Regions from separate parts of the Mus musculus genome. Here regions 2 and 3 are each linked to region 1. A link is a contact called in public Micro-C and promoter capture Hi-C data. All regions are on one chromosome and are shown on one strand. Each heading gives the region's core, a stretch centred on a gene start, on an enhancer-like site or on the middle of the called end of the contact. The rest is flanking DNA. Distances are from core to core; before and after follow the strand shown.

Region 1 (2,979 bases), core at 76-2,575:
ATTCACAGCAAATCTGGGCGAGTTAGGAGACTGAGGTCCAGGGGACGAGAAGGAAACGGGCACGGACACAAAGTGAAAAGACACGAGTGACCTAAAGAGGGTTGCAGGGATCAGAACTTAGGGGATCTTCCCCTGGCCTATATTCCCTTCCTGCGGATTGCAACCCAGGGCTCCCGAAGGGCTAGCCGACCGTGAGAAGCTTAGAAAGGGGGCTGACCGACATCCTTCCGAGGTGTCTTCCGACCTCCGCCCCGCCACCAGACCTGGTGGCTTCCGGAGGACTCTGCAGCAGTAGCAACAAGGAGAGGAAAGACAAGGCTTTCGGTGAGGGGGTTATTGTTCCCAGAAAACCGCAGAACAGAGGCAGGAGGTGTGAATGAGGTTCCAGGCATCCGTCCCTCCCCGGGTAGGATAAGAGAGAAGGTGTCACCCGCGCCATACAGGTAGAGCGGTGGCTGCGACCTGAGCCTCGGCCCCCCCAACCCCCTTGGTGAGCTGCAGAGAGAAGGGGTGGCCGGAGGGCAGGAGGGGCCGCGCGGGACTGCCACTCACCCGCGCCCTCTGTAGACTGCGGCGGCCCGACGACGCCGTTCAGGTAGAGAATAGGCAGCAGGTGAGGCTGAGTCTTCTCCAGGGCGGCGCGCAGGTCCTGGAAGTGGTCCTGCTCCTTGGCCAGGAGGAGCTGGAGCAGCAGCTCCGCCTTGGCGCCTCCCGCCTCCTCGTCCAGCTGCCGCCGCTCGCCGGGGCTCAGCGCTCCTGCTGCCTCCAGCAGCCCAAGCACGGCCTCCACCTCGGTCATGGCCTGGGCCAGGCTCTGCTGACACTGGGCGAGCAGCTCCCGGCGCTGCGGCTCCATGGTGGCGGCCCGCGCCGCCCCGCCCCGCCCCGCCGGACGGCGCCGGGGCTTCCCGAGGCCGGCGGGCTGCACGCCGAACTGGGCGGCAGCCTAGCGCGCCGGGAGTCGCGAGGCGGCGGGGCCCATGGGCCGGGGCCTGCGAGCCTCGGGGCCGGGACGATCGGGCAGCTCTCAACGGCCGCCTCCCGGGCTCCGGGGCGCAGCCATGTTGGCTACGGCGGCGGCGGGACTGGAAGAGGAGGAGGAGACGGAGGAGGAGAAGGAGGAGGCGGAGGTGGGGACGGCGGCCGGGGCGCGCCCCGAGGCCTCGCAGCAGCCAGGCATGCCCCCTCCAGCTCCGCCTCCGCGCCCACCGCCCCGCCGCACACTGCGATCGCCGCGGGGGGAATTGTCGCCGGGCGCCCGACGGCTCCGGCCCGGCTCCCCCGAGCTCCCACACCGCCGCCTGCACAGCCGCGGTCCGCCCCTCTGGCCTCTCTCCTCCCCGGCCCGCCTTCGGCCTGGAGGAGGTAGCAGGCAACTGAAACACTGGGCGAAGGGGAAGGGTCCGGACCCCACCGGCCCTTAGTCCACAAGGTACTGAGAGAAACTGCTCCTACCCTGTTCACATACTGCCCCTAGTCCAGAGTCTTCTAAGAATTCTAAAACAAACCAAGGACACAATGCAAAACCCTCCCCCACTTGGTCATTTCCAATTTAAAGACCTCTCCAGAACTTGTCCCCATTCCAAGATTTTCTTAGAAAATCTCCCAATAAAACCCCCTAACCTGCCTCACAGTTAATAGCATCCTGCACACCTGTATCAGAGCTCCAGAGTCAAAGGCAGTGGATGTTTGCAGGACCTGGGTGTGCATAAGGAGTGTTTGCTGTGGGCTCTTGGAGATTTCTGTCAAGAAAAGTGCTCCTTGGTGTCGCCCCAAGATCATAGCAAATCACAGAGTTACCTTGCTTCCCATAATGACTTCAGCTCAAGACCGTCTACCTTCTCCGACAGTTCTCTTCTTCTTCTTCTTCTTCTTCTTCTTCTTCTTCTTCTTCTTCTTCTTCTTCTTCTTCTTCTTCTTCTTCCTCCTCCTCCTCCTCCTCCTCCTCCTCCTCCTCCTTCTTCCTCTCTCTCTCTCTCTCTCTCTCTCTCTCTCTCTCTCTCTCTCTCTCTCTTTCTCTCTCTCTACAATTGCATACCTGGAACGGAATCTGCATCCCAGGGAAGAAGACTGCAAAGTTCTGCGTTCCAACGGCTGGCTTACTTTCTAAGGCCGGCCAAGAACTCTTTCGATGGCACCGTTACCAAAGCAAAGACATCTCAAATGTCCTTCTTTGACAGAAGCCAGAAGCCATGTTTGTTTATAGAAACAAACTCTGAATAGTGATTAGACCAAGAAGACCCTCAGAATGATGGTGGACGATGTCAGAATGATGGTGGAAGAGAACCAATTACATTCCCTCACCTAGTATTTTTCAGGAGAAGGGGGATGAGAAGAGCATCAAACCAGGGGTTCTCAGCTGTAGCTTCATGAGCAAGTTCAGCAGGGTCTGTGTGGCGCTGAAACAATCTCAACACTATTGTGAACGTGTGTTTTCTGGGCTGGGTTTGATAGCTTTATCATTTTTTAAGGCTTCTATAACCCAACATGGATTCCAATATGCTGGAGCAAAACCATTTGAAGATCCCTCTCTGATCAGATAGCCTGGGCTTCTGTGACCAAGAAGATGACCTAATTATATTCTGTTGCTCTGGCAAATACCATGACCAAAAGCAATTTGGGAAAGAAAGTATGTATTTTAACTTAACACTTCCAGGTCACTGTCCCATTGCTGAGAGAAGTCAAGATAGGAATTCTCACTTAGAGCCAAGGGAGTATATAGCAGGATCCACTGAGGATGGGGCATGCTGACACCCTTGCCAGGCTCATGCACCAGCTAGCTTCCTAATATAGCCCATGACCACTTGCCCAGGGAATGGTACTACCCGCAGTAGGCTGAGCTGTCCTGCCCAGTTCTCTCTGAAGACATGCTCATATCACAGATCTGTCCATAGAGCAATGTTATAAAAAGACAATGACTCCCCTGAATCCTTTTTTTTTTTTTCAGATGATTCAGGCTGTGTCAGGTCGACAGCTAAT
Region 2 (2,850 bases), core at 167-2,666, 1.2 Mb after region 1:
CGCCTCGCCTCCGACACCGTGGCTGCCTGCAAAACGCGGAGCACGGAGTTATCGCCACACCTGGAGTCCCTAGCGGGCTCAGACCCAAGCCTCCCCCGCCTGTCCTGAAGGGGAGCGCGTGCGCGCGCGCGCGCGCGCGCGGGTCCAGCCTAGACGCTTGTTGTCTTTAGGACTACATTACCTCTAATCGAGAGGCGGGTGGGGTTGAGGAAGGGATGTGGAAGAGTAAGGGGAACATGTGTGGTATGTGTACGCGAATGTGAGAGGTAGTGCACGGGGGAATGCCTCGTGTTTTGTTTTGTTTTTAAACGTACCGGGGGTGGTGTACACTATATTTGTGTGTTCAATTGTATGACTCCAGGTGCACGGGCATAACTGGGATGGAAAGTGTGTGTACAAGTGTGTGGAGGGGGTCATGCGTGCTATGAGAAGTATGCGTGCCATGCTGTAAGGTAGGCGCAAACCCGTTTGCCGTTTGTGTAGGAGTTTCTGTGTGAGTGGTAATGGACAAGAGCCAAAGGGAGTGCGCACTTGGATACACTTGGGGGCCGGTCTGTGAGGGGAACCTCCGCAAGTGAGCGCACCTAACTGCTTCGTGAGTGCTCTTCGCCACTGTAGGAGTGGAGCCCAGCCCTGGGCTGTGGGCTTGGTTGGGTTATTTCCACCTCTGCAAAGCGGGAGCGCTCGGCTCTCAGCGCCCCAGGCGCTCCCTACCAGGCACTAAGGCGTCCTTGCTCTTAACTTCAAGTAGTAGTGGGTATTTATGGTTCTCGCTGCACCTCTCGCTCTTTCTCAAGATGTCAATGGAGGCGCACTTTAGTCTCCCCTGCGTCACCGGTGGTAGTGAAGGTTAGGGTCCTCTCACCCTCTCTCACCCTGTTTTAGGAATAATCCCAAAATCTACATGGAAGTTTCGCACACAGTGTCTCATTAGCAATCCAGTCACCCCAATTCAGATAGCTGACAGCACCTGAGGTCTCAGTGCACTCCTGCAGGGGACCAGTAGGAAGCGGGGTACGCCTTCTGGAAGTAATTTTGCTCCTACCAATGTGATCCCTTCCTAGGCACATCAGTCTCTCCGCTCCAAACTTATGGGATGCGGAGAGGGGGGCGTTAAAGAGCAGCGAAGGGAGGCGAGAAGAGGGACGAGAGTGAACGAGCAGCAGAGGAGGGTGAGGGTGGCGCGGTGCCTAACAGGGTTCGGAAAAGAGCTGAGACCTGGGAACGGAGAAGAAAGGGAGGAAAAGAAGGGAAAGGAGAGAGGCGGAAAGGAAAGGAAAAGAGAAAAGGAGAGCGCAGCGAGCGCGCAGATGGAGAGCGAACCAAGGCAAGCAGAGCTGCGCGCCGGAGGCGCGGCACTCCGCTCCCGCCGTGACTCCGTGCCGGCTTTTGCGGGAGGCCGGCGGCGCGGGGCCCTTTGGAAATAGAATAGCCAATGTAATCTGACACTTCAACTTGCTCGGCTCCGGGCGAGTTGATTCACTTACTCACCCCCTAACGCCGAGTTCCTTTTCACTGTCTGTGGACATTAAAAAAGCGAGCGGCGGCGGCGGCGGGCGCCCGGGAGAGCAAGCTGCCGGCCGGGCGAGCAGCGATCCGGCTGCAGAGCAAGCGAGCAGCGCCCGCGCAGCGCGCTGACCCTAGCCCCGGCCGGTGAGGAGCCGGAGCCGGAGTCGGAGCCGAGTGGATTTCCGCGCTCTCGCTGCGCTCCTCCCGGCTCCAGCCTGCCCTACACGGCGGTGGCGGCGGCGCGTCCTCCAGCGGTGGCAGTGGTGCTCGCAGCGCCCGGTAAGTTTGGGGACAGAGCCAAGCGCCCGTTAACACCGAGGCTTCCACCCGCTCCCGGCGGATCATCGGGGTGCGAGCGCCGTGTACTATACTAGGGCTTTCCTCTTAAAGGTTTAGCTCTGGCCGGGCGAAAGAAGCCAGCCGTGCAGGCTCGGCCCGCTGCTCTGGCCGCCGGGGGCGGAGGCTCTGGCCACCAGCGAGCGCCCAGCTTGTGTAGAGCGGCTCCGGATGAGCGCGGGGACCCGGGGTTCTTCGGGTGTACGGGGCGCCGGTGCGGTTGTGCGCTCGGACTCGGTGCCCGCCTCCTGCCGGCGCGCCTCCCAGCCGTCGCTCCGATCAGTCGGGAGCCAGCCGGGATACGGATTCGGAGGAGGGAGGAGAGGACCCGGGAAGGACTGGCTGCTTCTCCCTTGCCTCTTTTGGAAAGATGTGAAGTTGTGCTCCTGTGTGCGTAGGAGAACCTCCGGGAAGGCGCTGGATTCTAGGGTGGCAAGGGTTGGTGGTGTTAAGTTGTGCCTCCGAATTTCTATGGAGAACACACTTTTGTACATGGGAGATGGGGGCGCGGTTAAGTTGTTTTGGGGGGAGAATAGCCCAGGGAAACGCGGCGCGTGGCTGAAGCAGGACACGTTGAAGAGATGTGTCGAGGCTTCTCGTTCGGGCTTCGGAAGCCGAAGGGGCTTTCAGGCCAACGCCTGGCCGGGGCTGCCCCAGTCGGGAGGCGAGCCCAAGGGGAAGATGTGTCTGTGTGTGTGTGCGCGCGCGTTGCAAATACGAAAGTAATTTCCCCGTGTTCTTTCTTCCTCTCTGTCTCCGGCGGCGGTGGCCCCGGGGGAGTGGGAGGCCGACCCGGGAGGAGATTGAGGGGCCGGGCCGGAGCTGAAGCTCGGTCCGGATTGTGGGAGGGAAGCTCAGAAAGCTTGTTTCACATTCCTGGCGTCAGGGCCAGGGAGAAAACAGTGGGGAGCACGGCCTCGGTGTCGCGGTGCAGGCTGCGGGAGCGCGTCGCCCCCTGGCCGGAGACATCTGTCCAGGAAGCTGGCCAGGCGGGGAGAGGGCGCG
Region 3 (2,705 bases), core at 12-2,511, 1.4 Mb after region 1:
AAAGCAGAGAGCTGTGGACCATCACAAGAGGGTTCAGGCTGCCATGTGTGAGGCGGGGAGCATGCCCTGATTTCATAGACTACTTGGACCAGCATGGCTTCTCCACACACACACACCCCCCAACTGAATCTTGGGTGGGACAGGCCAGGCTCCCCGGCTCCTAAGGCTCTCAGCTCCTTTCCTGCTCCCGCCTCTCAGGACCTTGGGACCTTGCACTGGAGATTCCCCGCTATGCTCTGAGCACACAGTCTAGGCTATGCCCATCGCTGTTGAACACAGAACAGCATTTAACAGTTAACAAATGCTTCTCTCTCTTGTTTGTTTATCCTCAGAACAGGTATGAGTAGAAAGCAGGGTAATTTCTCATCGCTTCCTTGGTTGCAGGACTGGCTGAATCCAGCAGTAGGGAACCAGGGTTTTCTAGCCCTAGTTAGAGCCTTTTTCTCTTTCTGAGCCTCAGTTTCCTAACTGTGTTGGCTCACATGCTCTCGCTGGCTGGCATTCATTTGATTCCCAGGCTGGTGCTGTGCCCAGTGCACCAGGGTTTAAAGTCCTGCCTGTGGCTCTTCTGCAGGCTCCTTTCCTTTTATATCACACACTGCCAACTTCCTGGCATCCCTAGAGAATGGTTGCTTAGGAAGTTACCTGCAGGTGTGGTGCAGTTGGCAAGGAAGTTTATTCCAGGTGAATGTAAATCTAGGGGGCATTCCAGGGGGTGTAAATCTAGCCCCGCACTCTGCTGGCCTGGCTGGAGGTGGTGGGAACAGACAAGGGCTGTCAGAGTGGGCTGGGACTGAGGCCTGGCAGATGCACTATTGGTTCGGCAAACTGTATTTTCAGTCCTGGCGGAGGATCTGGTCTCTAGAAGCAAAAGGAGACAAACTCAGCCCTGGAGCCGGCAGCCTGAGGTCACCTTGTGGGTGTCTTAGACTGTATCTCTGCTTCTCTGTTCTTTCTGTTATCTCTCCCTTTCTGAGCCACCTCAGATTCCCCCACCTACACCCCCCCACGTCTTTCTGAATCTCAGGATCAACCTTTCTCTTGATCTAGAAGCACTTTCAAAGGACTTCCGGCTCAGTGTGTAGGGATGGAGGGCGGGGCACAACGCACGAGCCGATTACGCTGCCAGCGGCAACCGGCAGGGGACGCTAGCGAACAGGTTCCGAGGGGGCGCGGCGGAGGCGTGGAGGGGGGCGTGGTCTCGAAGCCAGCCGACCAATAAAGGCGGCGGCGCGCGGCCTAGGTATCGCTTCCTGGGTCGTACGACCTTGCCTGTGTCTGCTCTGAGTTCTTCCGCGCGCCCTCGCCCGACCCGCGACAGCGATGCTAGCGCTGCGTTGCGGCCCCCGCCTGCTCGGTCTGCTCTCCGGCCCGCGCTCCGCGCCGCTGCTCCTCTCCGCGACCCGTACCTGCAGCGACGGCGGAGCCCGCGGCGCGAACTCTTCCTCCGGGAACCCGCTCGTGTACTTGGACGTGGGCGCCGATGGACAGCCGCTCGGCCGCGTGGTGCTGGAGGTGAGGCTTGGACATTTGGAAAACCTGGACTTCCCGGGCCCTGTACTGTGCCTGGCACATCAGGTGACCTTGAGCCTCAGTTTCCCTCTCTCAGAAGAGGCGGCATCAGCTTGGTCCGTTCGGGGCTTTTCAAAACCCTGGGGGGTGTGGAGGAAAAGGTCAAGGTCAGATCGTACTGAGTGACAGCCCACTGACCGGCCTGGACCGACGTTGGGCTTCCTAGACCCTCTGCGTCCGAGGTTGGACCCAGAGCTCTGGGGTGGGTAGCTGAGGTCCAGGTGTTGCCAGGTGCTCACGTGGTGGCCTGAGCGCACTCCGGATCCGCCCCCAAGGCCTGGTTGCCTAAGAGGAGACACAGGGAATGCAAGTGAGAAGGTTCTGGCTGCCCAAGCCCTCTCCATTCCCTGAGATTTGACCCTTAAAAAGAAAAGTAGGAAACAGACACCAAGGTTATCAGGAGGCCATCCCAGGAGCCTTTAGGCTGTTCTGCTTTGAACAAAGGTACCAGTTAGACTGCCGATCTACTGGGGGAGGGGAGCTGGCATTTTTTATTATGCCTCATTTTCCTCGTTTGGAAAATGAGGAGTACCTCCCCAACTCTGTTTGGTGAAGAGGGATTCTTAAGAGAAGTTGAGAGGCATGAGGCAGGCTTGGATGACGGTCCCCTCCTTCCCTTCTGTGAGCCTCAGTTTCCCCCAGCACTGAGGAAGGTCAGCTAATTCTAATGTGATACTTACTCTTGGTCCAGGGACTCATGCCGAGGGCCTCCAGCTGACATTTCTGTCCCGGAAGTGGGCCAGGATGGCACTAGTTTCTTCGGATAAGAAACTAAGGCTGTCTCAAGCAAGCTTTGGTTGGGTTCAGGAAGCAGCTGGCAGAAACGATAGTGGCTTTGGCAGTTCCGAGGAGGGTTGGTGGTCATGGAAGGGAATGGCCCTGTTCTTCTTTGTCATGATGCCCTGGCCTCTGGGTGTGAATGGTGAGGGGGATCTTTTTTGCACCTGCTTCTGGACTGACCATCCTTTTCTGTTCCTTTTCCTTCACCATAGTTAAAGGCAGATGTCGTGCCAAAGACTGCAGGTAAGGCTTACGTGGAAAGTGAGCCCGGCAAGGCTGGTGGGCTTGGCATGGAGTTAGGACTTAGATTATGACCATATGGGAGTCTCAACCTAAGCACAGCTGATGAGTAC

The links. Promoter capture Hi-C pulls out the DNA fragments that hold promoters and counts their contacts. Hi-C and Micro-C count contacts between places; a contact is called where the count stands out from the background.
Region 2: a contact with region 1 is called in a Micro-C map of embryonic stem cells, with 9 times the contacts expected there. The contact joins the promoter of Zmiz1 here to the promoter of Dlg5 in region 1. A contact is called at or near these places in 1 of 39 promoter capture datasets (embryonic stem cells) and 1 of 484 Hi-C or Micro-C datasets (embryonic stem cells).
Region 3: a contact with region 1 is called in a promoter capture Hi-C map of cranial neural crest. The contact joins the promoter of Ppif here to the promoter of Dlg5 in region 1.

What each region holds. Positions count from the first base shown.
Region 1 is chr14:24,244,595-24,247,573 of GRCm38.p6, forward strand. Dlg5 (discs large MAGUK scaffold protein 5) reads right to left here and starts at 1,326. Exons shown (of 32, transcript NM_001163513.1): 1 at 553-1,326. The coding sequence starts at 856.
Region 2 is chr14:25,457,769-25,460,618 of GRCm38.p6, forward strand. Zmiz1 (zinc finger, MIZ-type containing 1) reads left to right here and starts at 1,417. Exons shown (of 24, transcript NM_001310666.1): 1 at 1,417-1,788.
Region 3 is chr14:25,692,909-25,695,613 of GRCm38.p6, forward strand. Ppif (peptidylprolyl isomerase F (cyclophilin F)) reads left to right here and starts at 1,262. Exons shown (of 6, transcript NM_134084.1): 1 at 1,262-1,515; 2 at 2,565-2,595. The coding sequence starts at 1,324.